Regions from separate parts of the Mus musculus genome. Here region 2 is linked to region 1. The links are chromatin contacts, called in public promoter capture Hi-C maps. All regions are on one chromosome and are shown on one strand. Each heading gives the region's core, a stretch centred on a gene start, on an enhancer-like site or on the middle of the called end of the contact. The rest is flanking DNA. Distances are from core to core; before and after follow the strand shown. Region 1 holds the start of Ypel3 (yippee like 3). Region 2 holds the start of Asphd1 (aspartate beta-hydroxylase domain containing 1).

The links. Capture Hi-C pulls out chosen DNA fragments and counts their contacts.
Region 2: a contact with region 1 is called in a promoter capture Hi-C map of adipose tissue. The contact joins the promoter of Asphd1 here to the promoter of Ypel3 in region 1. A contact is called at or near these places in 3 of 39 promoter capture datasets (embryonic stem cells and neural stem cells), 1 of 484 Hi-C or Micro-C datasets (the G1E-ER4 cell line), 3 of 115 datasets of contacts at active chromatin or transcription factors (embryonic midbrain, embryonic stem cells and pancreatic cancer cells) and 3 of 9 other capture datasets (adipose tissue, liver and pancreatic islet).

Annotation. Positions count from the first base shown.
Region 1 is chr7:126,774,166-126,781,841 of GRCm38.p6, forward strand. Ypel3 (yippee like 3) reads left to right here and starts at 2,798. Exons shown (of 5, transcript NM_025347.3): 1 at 2,798-2,938; 2 at 3,606-3,788; 3 at 3,889-3,932; 4 at 4,141-4,249; 5 at 5,862-6,345. The coding sequence starts at 3,672. The coding sequence ends at 5,951. It overlaps Gdpd3 (glycerophosphodiester phosphodiesterase domain containing 3), which reads left to right. Exons shown (of 10, transcript NM_024228.2): 10 at 1,289-1,480. The coding sequence ends at 1,462. It overlaps Tbx6 (T-box 6), which reads left to right and starts at 7,318. Exons shown (of 8, transcript NM_011538.2): 1 at 7,318-7,459; 2 at 7,548-7,676. The coding sequence starts at 7,342.
Region 2 is chr7:126,946,538-126,954,213 of GRCm38.p6, forward strand. Asphd1 (aspartate beta-hydroxylase domain containing 1) reads right to left here and starts at 2,622. Exons shown (of 3, transcript NM_001347657.2): 1 at 1,734-2,622; 2 at 180-293. The coding sequence starts at 2,592. Sez6l2 (seizure related 6 homolog like 2) reads left to right here and starts at 3,998. Exons shown (of 18, transcript NM_144926.5): 1 at 3,998-4,579; 2 at 5,463-5,594; 3 at 6,237-6,536; 4 at 6,848-6,987; 5 at 7,178-7,379. The coding sequence starts at 4,501. It also overlaps a transcript of Kctd13 not described here.

The DNA of each region.
Region 1 (7,676 bases), core at 1,548-4,047:
CCCATAATCACTGTCTTACAATCATTCATAACACCAGTTCCAGGGGTTCAGACGGCTGTTGGCATCAGACATATATGTGGTAAACAAACATATATGCAGACAAATACATTTTTTAAATTTTAAAATAAATGCAAATAAATTGAAAAAAAGAACAGCAAAGGAAAAAGAAATTTAAAAACAAAAAAACAAAAAAACAGGTATAGTGGAACATACCCGAAACCTGAGCACCAGAGATGGAAACAGGACAGAAGTCCAAGGTCCAAGAGTCTGAGGCCAACTTGGTTACATGAGACCCTAACAAGAGAAGAGAAGAGAGAGTAGGAGAAGAGAGGGGAGGAGAGGGAAGGGAAAGGAGACCATAAATTATAAAATAATCAGTGATGGGCTTTTCAGTATCTAACTTAAAACATATATTACATGTATTGGGGGGGGCACACCCCACACTTCCTGTCGAGGTCACAGGGTGTGGTTGCAGGACTCAGTCCTCTCCTTCCATCCTGTGGTTCCTGGGGATCTAGCGCAGCTCCTCAGGTGACTTTACCTGCTGAGTCATGTCACTGGCCCCTGTGTGTGTTTGTGTTTGATTTGTTTTGTAGTACTGGGAATCAAACCCAGGGCTTTGCACATAAGAGGCCAGGGTTAAACCATTGAGCAACAGCCCCAGCTCTTGGATTGTTTGTCACAGGTCTCATACAGCCCAGGCTGGCCCTTGAACTCCCTGTGTAACACAAGGTATCTTTGCATTCCTTTCCCTTCTATCTCGGTGCTATAAAAACAAACATTGTACCACCACACTAAGAGCTTTACTTTTGTTTTTATTGAATTCCTTGTTTGTTTTGAGACAATGTTTCACTGTCAACTCTGGCTGGCCTAAAACTTACTATATAGACCTGGCCTAAAACTTGCAGAGATCCACCTACCTCTGCATCCTGAGTTCTGAGACTGTTCAACTGCAAGTTCATGTAATTACATGGTTTATGTATTTGTTTTTGAGGCAGAGGCTTACTAGCTAACCCCAGCGGGCTGCTACTCTGTGTAGCCCAGATGGCCTCCCAAGTGCAGAGTTACAAACATGCATGGCCACACTTGGCTCCAAGATCCTATACCTAAGTTTTGACAGGAGCTGTGTTTAATAACCAATTTGGAAATTTCTAAAAAAGATAACCATCAGCTCCAGGACACCCGGTTCTGGGAGGTCTGTGCAGAAGGAGGGGCTGCCACCTCCTGGACGCGAAAGGAAGCTTGGGGTTGGTGTTTGGAAACTAACTTGTTTTCTTCCTCTGTTCAGGTGCTATTTTGGTGCCTTAATGAAGAATCGGATTTTGAAGTGGCCTTCAGCTTGGGAGCCAATGGCGTCATGACCGATTACCCCACAGCCCTGAGACACTACCTGGACAAGCAGGAAGAAGAGACCCAGCCTCCTCAGCCTGAGGCCCTGTCCTGTCTTTCTCTTAAAAAATAAATATTTTCTTGTCAGTAACATAGTTCATGGAACAAGGGGTTGGAGGGTCGATTCGGGAGGCTAAAAAGATGGCATTAGCGGCTGGGGATGGAAGTTGGTGGTAGAAGGCTTGCATACCATGAATGCAGCTCAGAGTTTACTGCAAGCAAGTGCACATAGCATCTTAGGAGAGATCAAGAAAGCCTGTGGTGAGCTAGGCCTAGGCTTTAACCTCAGTACTTGGAAGGCAGAGGCAGGTGGATTTCTGTGAGTTATAATGCCAGGGCTACAAAGTGAGACTCTGCCCACTGACACCCCTGCAAATAAAAGCCTGGGGGTGTCAGTAGGCTGGCCCACTTGTTCCACTACATTCCAGACCCAGCAGAGTGGCACCACACCCTGTGCCAGCTTGGCCTCCACTCTAAAGCATGCTAGCCCAAGCGTCCTGGACCTAGACTCTAGAGATTCAGAGATGAGTGGTTGTCCTGAAACCATTAAGAGACCCAGGCATATGCAAGGGACGGAATTTCCTCATGTTACTGATGTTGGGCACCTTATGTGCTGAGCTGTACTGCAGCAGGCAGGCATGGATTAGCTCGCAGGCTCTCCCACAGTACCTGCTGTCCACTTTCTGATCTCCAACATTGGAGTTCATTTAATAAATATTCCCAGTGCAGCACTTTTCAAGCCTGCCTGGTTCCTGGGACTCTGCAGTGAACACAAGTCTAAGTATACCAGACACACGATTAAACAGACATTTTCACTGGGGTCAGACCTACAGAAACCTCGAGGTCAGGCATACCAGAGAATGCCTGGAGCAGATGATGCTCAGCAGTAGAGATTTTTAAAGCGTTGGTTCCTGGGAGTCTAATAGAAGGACACCTTTAGTTCCCTTCTAACAATCTGTTCCACGTGCTTGGGAAAAGTGTGAATTCCAACTTTGACTCTTACCATCTGGATAATCTCTGGAGAGGATCTCTTCTCCAAGCCTCAGGAAACTGGTCAAATGGAGACAGTGGTCTGTGGATAAACGAAGACAATTACGACTATTTCCCAGGGGTTTGCATACAGATAACACGCTCTTATTAGCCCCATGCCGGGTTAGGATCCTTGTCTCTGAGCACCCGAGATAGCAGAGCAGCAGAGGTGCAATCACGCCCGGGTTAGCCTCTGGGTTAGGCTGCAAGTCGTAGCCGCATTTCCGGGCGAGACGGCTAGCGGGAGCCCGGAGCAGGGGGAAGGGCAGCCCAGCCTGCGCTGGCCGCCGTATGACGCGCCCCCTCATTTGCATGAGGCGCTCCGATTGGCCACGAAGGCCGCCGGGACAGGAGGCCGGCCCCCTCCCCCTCCCGCCGCAGCCGCGGCAGCAGCTGGTCTCGGTGTAAACAAGTCGAGGCGGCTGTGAACCGGGCCGGGGGGGACGGCGCCCATCAGGAGCGCCCCCCACTCCCAGGCCAGGCCACCCCGCGGACCGGGCCCTCCACGCGCCCAGGCGAGGTGAGGCCTGGACCGACGTCTCTGCGCGTTGCCCCGCGCCCCCGCCCCGCAAGCGAGGACTGCCCCTTCCCCCGCGCACGCCCCCATCCCCTCGCCCCAGGTGAGCCCCGGGGTCTCAGGTAAGGCTTGGCGATGCAGGTAAGATTCCCCTCGGCGGAGATGAGGCTCAGCGCCTGCAGGTAAAAACCCCTCCTCTCTCTAGGGGACCCTCTTCCTTTGGGGAGGCCTGCCTCCTCCAGGTGAGAGACCCTTTCCCCAAGCGAACTCCATATACCCCACATTTGCCCTATCACTAGTCCAACTAGGGTCCCAAGGACCAGTCAGTTTCTGCCCCCCCCCCCCATTCCTCAAAACTGAAAACTGGCAGCCCATCCACTCTGAAGCCCCTTCTTCACGTTTCAGATGCCAGTTCAGATGCCAGCTCAGCAGGGGTGAGGCCAGAAGCTGGTGGGTGACTCACCTAGAGCTCCTCCTAGCCTCAGTTTACCCGCTGATGCAACCTGAGGCCTCCTCAGTGAGTCAAAACTGAGATGACTCTGGTCCCTGGTGAGACTGCTGGCTCTAGGGAAAGGAGAGAGCAGCCAAGTGTGACAGAGTCCCCATAGTTCTGGGCTTGTCTACATGTGTGTGGCCTTAGTCCTGATCGTCCACCTCTCCTTCCTGGCAGGCACTGGGCTCCCTCTGCTCCCCGTGGGCCGCTCCCCGCGTGGGGCCACTGCCCTTGGCCCCCGCCATGGTGCGGATTTCAAAGCCCAAGACGTTTCAGGCCTACTTGGATGACTGTCACCGGAGGTATAGCTGTGCCCACTGCCGTGCTCACCTGGCCAACCACGACGACCTCATCTCCAAGGTAAGCAGGTCACATTTTAGTCTAGAATGGCAATGGGCTGCCTGGCAACTCCCCACCAATAGCCCTAACCCCCTCCTCTCGTCTCCCCACTACCCTCCAGTCCTTCCAGGGCAGTCAGGGACGTGCCTACCTCTTCAACTCTGTGTGAGTATTCATCTCCTTCCTTTCTTTTCCTGACCTCTGTTGTGACCTGTGACTCCCTGGTATGCTGATATTCCCAGAGTCCCTTGTTTCTGACAGGAAGCCATGATCAGGCTCCTCTTAGAGGCTAAGACCAGACACTTAACATACTAGCTAGAGGGTGGCTCTGGGCTGCTGAGACCCTCCCTGGGACTACCCTTTGTCCCCACAGAGTGAATGTGGGCTGCGGGCCAGCAGAAGAGCGGGTGCTGCTGACAGGTCTTCATGCTGTCGCTGACATCCACTGTGAGAACTGCAAGACCACTTTGGGCTGGAAATATGTGAGTTTGAGATCTCTGACCCTAGGCTGGCCTTTGACCTAACCTCATCCCTTCTTCCTTAAAAGTATCTGCCTTTGCCTTTCAGAGTACCAGTGGCCCAGCACAAACTGGCTTTCTTTCCCCAGTGACTGGCGTTTGTCCATTGCAGGGCTTTGAGGGTGTTCTCTTCCCTCGAAGGATTTGCACCCCTGTCCTAGATGATTAGCATCATGTAGAATCACCATTTATCAATTGCTTATCTGCCATGCATGTGAACACATGGCACATAGTCTCTCGATCATTACAGCTATTCTGGTGGCAGAGTCTGTTCCAGAAGACAAGGAGGTCTGAAGATGCTAGGACATTTGCCCAAGATCACACAACTAAGACTCTGTAGCAATGTGGAAACTAGGTCCCCAGATCTCTGCATAGCTCCTGTCACTTCTGATGCTGTCTAGCATCTGATTTCACAACCTCAAGTCTCATTTCCTTACCTGGCATGGGAGCATAAAGCCACTACCTGGCACAGAATATCATTGTGAGAGTCAGATTACACGTAACAAAGTTATTCCTTATACACTTGAGGATAGCATAGGGAATTGGGCACTTGGCATGTTTCTAGAAGCTGGATGCCCCATTGCAAAGACAGTCCTAATCTTACTTTACCTCTGACCCTGCCACAGATTTCCTGTGTGTCTTTGCACAGGTGGCTTGGCCCCTCTGAAATCCTAAAATGTAGCCTAGACCAGAGGTTAAAAACTCAAATGTCAGCAGTGTGTGGTGGCGCACGCCTTTAATCTCAGCACTGAGGAAGCAGAGGCAGATGATGTCTGAGTTCTAGGCCAGCCTAGTGAGCTCCAGGACACCCAGGGCTATGTAGACCCTGTCTCAAAGTACAACAAAATCCTTCAAATGTCTATAAGACCAAGCAGAACCGGGCGTGGTGGCACACGCCTTTAATCCCAGCACTTGGGAGGCAGAGGCAGGCGGATTTCTGAGTTCAAGGCCAACCTGGTCTACTGAGTGAGTTCCAGGACAGCCAGGACTGCACAGAGAAACCCTGTCTCGAAAAACAAAAGCAAAAACAAAACAAAAAAAGAGCAAGCAGATACTGTGGGTTTATAAATGGGTAGATATAGGGCAGAGAAAGCAGGCTGGGGCAAAATGAAGTGAGTATATATATAGTTATCATTTAGTTGTAAGTTTTATTGTTTTTTTTTTTTTTTTAATGTGGTGCTTGTATTGAATCCAGGCCCTCCCACAAGATAAACATCCCCAACTCCTAAAGTTGTTTATATTAAGCTCTCTGCTATCTAAACAAAACTACCTTAGGTTGAAATGGCCCTTAGGCCACCAGTTTGTAATCCTTGGACCTTGAAATCTTGTAGGGGCTTCCAAATCCTCCCTGTTGGAGCTGTCATTGATTTTCAGAACTACCCGTGCTTCAGAGTTCTCTCTCTTCCCAGTGAGGAAAAGTGGTGTCTGGGCAGGCAGCTGAGCTTCTCTGGGCCACAGGGTTTTTTGTTTTTTGTTTTTCATATATAAACCAAGACCAATGGTATTCATTCCCAAAACCCCATTGCCTAGTGGTAAAAGTATTGTCTGTGCCTGGCAGCCCTTTCTCTCCTTCCAGGAGCAAGCCTTTGAGAGCAGCCAGAAGTACAAAGAGGGGAAATACATCATTGAACTCAACCACATGATCAAAGACAACGGCTGGGACTGACCTAGCTCCTGCCGCATGTGGCTTCAGCCTGGCCTGGCCGCCAGGGGGAGCCACTGGTTTCGCTCCTCCTGAAGGGAGCTCTGGACCCTCAGGGCCCCCACAGGGGAAGGACCCAGCTCCTGTACATACATTTTATTGCATGCACTGTGACCTTGGGGGGAGACAAAGAGGGGGATTGTACCCCCACCCCCTGCACCTCCCTGCGATCTGGCTGGCTTGGATCTCATTTTTTAACCCCTTCCTGTCTTGCCTGTCCCATAGATAAGGCCTGTGTGCTGCTCTCATGGCCCTGGTGCACCACCTTTCTGTGAATCTCTCCCACTGGATCCCTCTTACCTGCAACGTGTCTGTTCTCGTTCTGTAGCATTTGTAAATAATAAAACAATGGAATGGAGACAGCCCCTGGCTCACATGGAATACAGAGAGGGGACCTGGAATCCAAGTTCCTTCCCTATAGATGGGTTCCATTCAGAGCCCTCAGCAGGGGGAATGGAGTAGGAACAGTAGACCAAACTAATCTTGCTCCTGACATCTTGCCTATGTTAGTCCTGGCTTTCGTTCCTCGGGGGCAAGCGTCAGAGAAGACCACCAATTCTCTGGCTTTGCCGCCCCAGTCTGAACTACAATTCCCAGGGATCCCAGCACAGGTTGCCTGTGGCCTTTACGTGCGACTGGCGCGGTGCCTACTGGGAAGTGTAGTTGAAATGTTCTCGGCGTGAGACCTTGCGCTTTTTGCACGAGATACCATAGATGTGTAACTGTGCACGCCCCTCAACTTTTGAGACTTGGAGGCTTTTCAGACTATAAACCAGGGAGGACTCTAGGCTTTAGTCCTCTGCCTCGGTCTCTTGAAGATGCCCAGTGTCTGGCGTATCAGCTCAGACATCAACCCTGCACTTGTCCTCGCGTTCACTTCGCAAGGCTAGTCCTCCAAGTGAAAAAAAGGGAGGGGGTCACCTTCCAGAAAGTCTGGGGCTTTAGGGTCTAACCCGGGATCCTAGGCTCGGTGCCAGGATCCAGATCCCACCCCTGCCCCCTAGCCGGTCTGCCCCCACCGTGGGAACGGAGACCAGCTGGCCGGAAGCGCCAAACTGCGTCCCTGTCTTAGCCCTAGGGATCAATCAGACCGAGGAGTTAATTATGTAATGAGGGGGTAGGGGGTCGGGACTAGTGAAGCTGCGAGGGAGAGGGGAGGGTACCCAGGTATCCGGCCTCCTCTTGGACCCCTTCTAGGCCCCAGGGGTCTCCATTCCAGCCCACCTCCAGGGCCCCAAGGAGGGGAGGGGCTGTGATCTCTGGTTTGGAAGGGGCTGTGCTGTGAGCTATAAAGGGGGCATCCCTTAGACCCCGGATTCTAGCAACGGGACACAAGGCCAGAAGAAACTACAACATGTACCATCCACGAGAGTTGTACCCCTCCCTGGGGACTGGCTACCGTCTGGGACACCCCCAGCCTGGGGCAGACTCCACCTTCCCACCTGCCCTGACAGAGGGTTACCGCTACCCTGGTGAGCGGTTGGATTGGCTCTGGGTAAGGGGCAGGAAACTGGGAATATGTGGCCCTCCCCTGGATCCTCATTCTTCCCACATCTCCAGATTTGGATACTTCTAAACTGGATTGCTTCCTCTCTGGGATCGAGGCAGCTCCCCACACTCTGGCTGCAGCCGCTCCTTTGCCCCTTCTCCCATCTGCTCTGGGCCCCGAGACAGCACCGCCACCCCCAG
Region 2 (7,676 bases), core at 1,372-3,871, 170 kb after region 1:
ATGGGCCTAGCCCATATGCACAGTCACCCGGTAAAGAAGGCAGATGCCCCACAGGTGATTGGAGGAGCTGTGGCTCGCCCAAGGCTGTGCAGTCCCAAAACAGTGCTGCTGAGAGCAGATTGGCTGGAATCCCTCCAGGTCTTTGGTCCCCTGACCCACCAGAATGTGAGTCCTATTACCATTATGAGCCACTGTGTGCAGGAAGGAGTCGTCCACCAGGAGGCAGTGCCCTTCAGCCCAGCACTGGGGCTCACCACCAACAACCAACTCACAACCAGGAGGGATCTTCAGGCCTGTGAAGAGAGAATGGGAATGGAATCCACCATTCCTGCCTGTGTTCAGGGGGCCTGCCCACTCAATGGGCCTCACAGGCCAGATTCTGTGGAAGTCCTGCTTTGGGAAGCATATCTGTCATTTGGAAGAAATCTCCCCTAAACCATCTCCTCCTGGACTTTCTGTCAATTCAGTTCCAGAATCTACTGTGTACTGGGCACCTCTCCCATGAGGCAAAACTAATGGATCCAGTCTGACCCCAGGACCTTAGTCGAGTGTGCTGAGAAAACAGCCGACTCTGACGTAAGTAAGACATTCCGGAAAGTCGTCCTTAAGACTGGGTAGTGTTCCCAACCTTATGAAGGTTAAAAGTCCAACATGTGCATGGTATCTCCAGGGAGCAGCCAAAAAGCCCTCACCCAGGGACCAGGGGTTGGGATGAGCCCTGAGGCAGAGGGGTGGTCCCTGAGAAGCCCCAAGTCCTGTAAACTGGCAGGGAAACTGTTCTGTAGGAACTCCACGTCATGCCTCTGGGTGTCACATGGCACAGAGGGGTGAAGGCAGGTCTGGTAGGAAAAGTAGTATGCCCCAAATCATAAGATCCACCCAGCTGGCAGTACACAGAGATTTATGCTAAGCTGAAGTCATAATATTTACTTTCCCAATTTTCTTTCAATCTTTAGAACATTAGAAAATCTCAGGGGGCTAGGGAGATGGCTCAGCGGCTAAGAGCACTGCTTGCTTTTCCAGAGGTCCTGAGTTCAATTCCCAGCAACCACACGGTGGCTCACAATTATCTGTAGTGAGATCCGACGCCCTCTTCTGGTGTGTCTGAAAACAGAAAATGCCAGGTTGGTGCTATTGAACACCCCACTAACATTGCTACTTATCAGCGAAGAAGCCTAAATAAAGTAGGCTACCTACTGCTCACACCTTTGATCCCAGAACTCAGGAGGTAGTGGGAGGCAGATCTTAGTGAGTTTGAGGCCAACTGGCCTGTATTTAGATTCCAGGCCAGTACTACATAGTGAGATGTAGATTATCTCACTATACTCCCTAGACTAAATAAAAGAGAAATAAGACCCAGGCTTGCCTCAGACTTGTGATCCTCGCCTCAGTCTCCCAGGTGCTGAGATTACAGGCATGCAAGACCATGCCCTGCTCCAAGCAGTCTCTTTTTACAATTTAAAATTCATTTTCTGGGTATTTCCTCTTCAGGGCAAGTAACACTGACCACTTACATTTCAGTGAGAATTTCTTTTAAGTTAAAAGGGGGGAGGGTGGCTGGTGGTTGGAGACAAAGAGTCAGCGTGGGACACTGTGTAAGCCACCACTGACTGGATAGATGCATAAAAACAGAACTCAGATCTGGTTGGGGAAGATTCTGAGAAAAGAACCAAAGTGCAGAAAGAGGTAGTAAAGTAGGAAAGATGGAAGGTTTGTAGACAGGCTATACTCACCCAGATGGCATCTAACCCGAGCATTGGTGGGTCCACAGCGGCCCTCAAGCCGGGCCCCAGGCAGTAGAACGGAAAAGCCAGCATTGCCGAAGGTATTGGCACTCATGAAGCTCCGTAGCCCCCTCAGTGCCCGATAGGCTCCTGGGCACCGCCGGCAGTTGCTGGGTTGGCATCGGCCTGCTTGGTACAGCAGGAGCTGGTAGCACCCAGGGGCCAGGGGTGGGGACCAGCCCCGAGGCAGAGGAGTAGTTCCTGAGAAGTCCCAGCTCACAGCCCCGAAGTCCCGCAAAATGGCGGGAAAGCTGCTCTGTAGGAGCTCCACGTCATGCCTCTGGGCATCACGTGGTACAAAGGGGGACGAAGGCAGGTCTGGTAGAAAAAGTAAGCCAGGGCGCTGAATGCCCATGACCCCTGCCCCTCCTGTGAGGCCAGAGCCTCCCTGAGCTGCCCGCCTCACCCTACCCATCCCAGCCCAGGAGTAACGCCTGGCATAGGCCCGAAGCCGCCTGCTCACTAGACCTTCTGCCCTGGGTCCTTCTCCAGAATCCCCAAGGCCCCTTGGGCCAGTCTGAGAACATACATCAGGCATACCACTAACACCCCCAGCTCGGCTCCCGGTCCCCAGGGCCTGCATGTCTTGGGAACCCAGTCGGTAGCAATACCAAAGGAACAGAGAAGTGAGGGCTCCGAGGAGCATAGTAAGGGCTGAGGAGCCTAGAGGCAGTGGCCATGGAAACATGATAGGCAAAGAGGCCCTGGCTAAGTGGCAAGCTGCATCTTGCAGACCCCAGCTCCCTGGTACCCCCAGTTCTCCACCTGACCCCTCGATGACTGCTTCCTGATTCCCTCCCTTCCACATCCCCACTCCTGTTCACTCCTCCTACAGGCCCCCCAACAAACCTTCCCCTCACTTCCCTCTTTCTTTCTCCCCTTCCTTTTCTATTTGTCTCCACTCGGAGATCACTCTTGTTCTCTCTTCCTTCTGTGGTTCCTCTCTCCTTTCCCCTTCCCGCAGTCTCCTCTTCCTTTCCTCTCTCCACCCTCAGTCTCCCAGTCTCAGCTGGTTTCTCCTCCCTCCACTCCAGCCCCCCTTTCCTTATCGACCCCTTCTTTTTCTTCTAGCTTCCCCTGACAACAGCGGTTCCTACTCCACCTGGCCCGCAGCCCCACTCTATAGCGGCTCTTTCTCTTTCCTCTCTCCTTGACCTGTCTTCTCCCTCGAAAGGGTCGGGTCTGTCCTCTCCGATTCCCGACCTCCTACACACCCCTTCTTGGGCGCCCACTCACCCTGACGTCACTCCTTCCCGCAACCCTCTCTGTTTAGCTACCCAGGACCCCTCCCAGAGGCAGCCGCAGCCCAGCCCTGCAAGGGGGGTGGGGGGAGACTTCTCTCTGGATTTGCCGCTCCAGACCCCCTCCCCCAGCCCTGACCGAGCGCCACGTGGGGTACAGGGACACAGTGCCAACCTCTAGCCGCCCCGCAATGCGAAAAGAAGGGCAGGGCAGACTCGGGGGCGGGGCGAGAGCCCTGACCCGCTCGTGAGGCCGGTGCTCTGGAACTGCGAGTCCGGCCGTGGGCCTGCGGGTCCCTGGAGAGGTCGGCCTGTGACTCCCCTTTCCCCTGGCTTGGCTACGCCAGAGCCAGCACAGAGCAAGACGCGGGTTCGCGAAAGCGGCTTCAGCCAATCAGTGGCTTCAAGGCCGCCCGTGCAGGCGGGGCCGGGAGCTGTCCTCGCGCCCAGGTGCTGAAAGGGCACTCGCTTGCTCAGTGGCAGAGCCAGTAGATCACGGGTGGTAGCCGCTAGGCTGCAGGTCTCTGTCAGGTCGCCTGCTAGAGAAGGGAGTCTCAACACATACCCATCAGGCTCCTTACAAACCTGGATACTCCCCATTTTCCTGCGGGAGGGGCGAGCCCATCCCACCTGAGCTTCCATAAAGGGCATAGTGAAGGCCCGCGGGGAGGTCCGGGTGTGGACAGAGGACATACTGGACAGGCCAGGAAGACGTGAACCAAGCTGTGCCTACTCTTGACACCTTAGGAAGACCAGGTGCAGATACCAGATGTTCTGGAATGGCGCCGGGAGGGAACCTAATTACTACTGGGACCAGAGTTTCCTTCCTCTCCCCTAGGGGCCTCGGGAAGTGCAGTCCTGGCTCGGCATCCCTCCTTCCTCCATCTGCACTTCCTCCTCCTCCCTCGTCAGAGAATAAATCCCAGGCCCCTCCTTTCACCCGTCCCCAGGATCTGACGTGGGCTTGACACCTTTCTCAGCTTCTCCCTCCCGCAGCTCCAGTGGCCGAGCTTCAGCTTCCCTGGTTCCGCAACCCTTTCCCTCTTCCTCTCCGAGATAAGCCCCGGTTGAACCTCATAAGGGCCCTCTGGATCCTCAAGCCCACCCTGGACCCTCGGAAGCTGCCTTTCCCCTCCCACTTTCCCCGGCTATCTATCTATCCATCCCGATGGGCCCAAGCTCCCGAACAAGGGGATAACCTTCGGCCCTCTCGGCCCCACCCCCCGCAGCGGGAGCCGCGCCCCCCTTTGCCATAGATCGCAGAGCAAAGGATAAAGATTGAGCAAAAGGGGGCGGACTCCAAGCAACCTCTAGGCCAATTCTGCTTCTCCATCCCAAAGGAAGAAAATTTGCCTTCCTTTGCCGACCCTTAGCAGGAAAGCAAAATTAAAGGAAAAGATAAAAGGACGCAGAGGGAAAGTGACAGCGAGATTATTCAGAAGAGCCACAGAGGAGAGAAATTAGTGTGAGTCGCCATGGGGACTCCCAAGGCCCAGCACCCGCCGCCTTCCCAGCTGCTGCTCCTAATTCTGCTGAGCTGTGCCTGGATTGAGGGTAAGGACATGTGGGGGTGGGCCCTGGGAAGGTTCTCGCGGGTCTTCTACCTTCTTTCTCTGAAGATATTGAGTCTTCCGAGCTTGTGGGGGAGGGGAGGGGCACAGTTGACTGGGAAGGGGCAAGCCAAGGCTCTTTGACTGTTACACGGAGCCCTTGAACTCCTAATTTTAAGGAGATAGAGAAATGAATAAGAAGAGCATTTAGTTGTATCTTAGGGGTTAAAATTCGGGAAGAAGAGCTGAGGGAAGTTGGGTGGATTTCTGCGGAGGCGGTAGAAGCAGGCAGGGTACCTGGGTGGGAGATGGAGGTACTGGGAGAGATGCCAGGCGCTGTACACACAAATGTTCTTGGACATATGGACAAAGGCAGATGAACACAATCAGGGATATTCAATCCCTGACTCTACTCTGATCCCCAACCAGAGTCTAGAGAAGGCACAGAGGCTGCAAAGACTGCAGAGAGAGAGAGAGAGAGAGAGAGAGAGAGAGAGAGAGAGAGAGAGAGAGAGAGAGTCTGCAGAGGCAAAAACCCTGAGAGAAAGCTGGCACTGCGGAAGCAGTCTGGGAGATGCTGTCAGACTCTCCTCAGAGTTTAGGGATCAGGGGAGTATTTCACTGGGGAGGAATAGAAAGCAGTCCCAAAGCACACCCTGCTAGAGCTGTCCAGGGTTAGTACTAATTAAGGTTCTCACTGAAGGCCCAGAGACCAGGAGCTGGAACTCAGTGAGGGAGAGGGCAGATTGGAGCCACTCCTCTGATCTTGGCTCTCAACCCAGCCTGGGACTCCCTGAGTGTCCGATAAGATGTGCTCTGGGGAGCATCTCTCCAGATAAGGACAGGATGTAGAGGAATGGAGAGGTTCACAGGACTTCACCTCCTAGGTCTGCCCCTGAAGGAGGATGAGATGATGCCAGAGCCTGGAAGTGAGACTCCCACAGTGGCCTCTGAGGACCTGGCTGAGCTGCTCCATGGGGCTTTGCTGCGGAAGGGCCCAGAGATCGGCTTCTTGCCGGGTGAGGCCCACAGTGTGGCATAGGAGTAGAGAGAGAGGCTATGTCGCTGAGAGCTGGAGTGCCTGGCTAGAGGGAAGGCGGGTTAGAGAGAGTTCTGTGGGAGAGACCCCCTAGGAAGCTGAGAAAGAGTCAAAGCTGGCCCTCGACAGAACCAGAGACAGGGACAAAATGAGGAACAGTCAAGAGGTCATGTATACAGAGAGAAAAATGTGAATTCAGACAACCAGAGTCACAAAAATGGCGAGACAGAGAGAGATATAAAACCAGATCATAAAACTAGGATCATAAAACCAGAGAGCAATAAGAATGCTAAGCATAAAAAAGCTCCAGAGAGAGCTAAACAGAGAGGAGAGAGAGAGAGAGAGAGAGAGAGAGAGAGAGAGAGAGAGAGAGAGAGAAGGCAGGAGTGAGAGCCAGAACTGGGGGTGGGGAGAGGCTCAAGGGGGCCGTTAAGACGGTGGTGAAAAAGAAAAAGGGAGTTTTAGCTACAAAATCTTGAGAGAATGTGGGGAGCCTGTGTGGGTAGGGGAAATGGAGCCTGTACCCTGTGGGGAGGCTTTGGGGTGTTTATTCTAAGCTGTTCCCCACCCCCATGGGCCAATTTGCTGCTCCTGTGTGCTGACTACCCTTAAACTATCTCAGGATCTGACCCAGACCCCACACTAGCCACCCCTCCAGCCGGCCAGACTCTTGCAGCACCTTCCCTGCCACGTGCCACTGAGCCAGGGACAGGGCCTCTGACGACAGCTGTCACCCCCAAGGGAGTCAGGGGGGCAGGCCCCACCGCGCCAGAGCTGCTGACCCCACCCCCTGGAACTACAGCCCCGCCCCCGCCTGGCCCCGCCTCCCCAGTCCCACCCCTCAGGCCTGAGGGAGGAGAGGAGGAAACCACCACCACCATCATCACCACAACAACTGTCACCACCACTGTCACCAGCCCAGGTGAGGTGATGGAAAGGGCATAGATGCTCCTGTGTGGGACTGGCTGAGGGAAAGCTGCTTGGATCACGTGGAAGGAGATTTAGGTACAGGTCAGAGAGGGGTAATGACACAGGCCAGCGTTAAGGTCCAAGGGCTGTTCTGTGGGCTTCCATCCATATTGTAGTTGGGGAAGGAAAGTCTCAGGTGAGGTAGAAAGGGTGCACAGGATAACGATGGTGAAGGGTGGTGGGGATACAGGCGAGCCCTGAAGATGCTCGGCGGGGAGGGCATCACGCAGGACCTCTCAGTCCCAGCTGCTTACATCTCTTTAGTTCTGTGCAATAACAACATCTCGGAGGGCGAAGGGTTTGTGGAGTCTCCGGACTTGGGGAGCACTGCCAGCCGCTCCGTGGAGCTCCTAGATTGCACCTACAGCATCCATGTCTACCCTGGTTATGGCATTGAGATTCAGGTACTTTTCTGTGGTGCCTATTGAGTGTGACTGAACCTGGCCTGGGAATTGGTGAACCTTTTTTCTGAATTAGATGATCTCAAAAGACTTCTGCAACCTGGGTGGTTTACTGGAGGGTTGGGGCTTAGGCTGTCATGTAACCCCTCCCCCTTCTGACATCCCCTGGCCTCCGTGTATCTGGCTTCTCTAGGTGCAGACACTCAACCTGTCTCAGGAGGAAGAACTTCTGGTGTTGGCCGGTGGGGGTTCTCCAGGCCTGGCCCCCAGACTCCTGGCCAATTCCTCCATGCTGGGAGAAGGACAAGTGCTGCGGAGCCCAACAAACCGGCTGCTCCTGCATTTCCAGAGTCCTCGAGTCCCAAGGGGCAATGGCTTCAGGATTCACTATCAGGGTGAGGAGTCTGAAGTGCCAGTAGAGGGACAAGAGCCACCTAGGGTACAGAAGACATCTCAGGGTCCCTCTGACTCAGGGTTCTGAGAGAATCTTCCTCCTGCTTGGGACCCTCTGGGGAGTGGGACCCTCAGAAGACAATCATGCACATTTGCTCACCCATTCCTGGGTCTGCAAATGCAAGTAGCAAATTCACTTATTCCACGCAGTGACTTTTTACTGAGTACCTACTTCATACCAGGCTCTGTGTTTGCCTTGGGAAAAACAATAAATTAGCCCACTATAAGTCTGTCTTTAA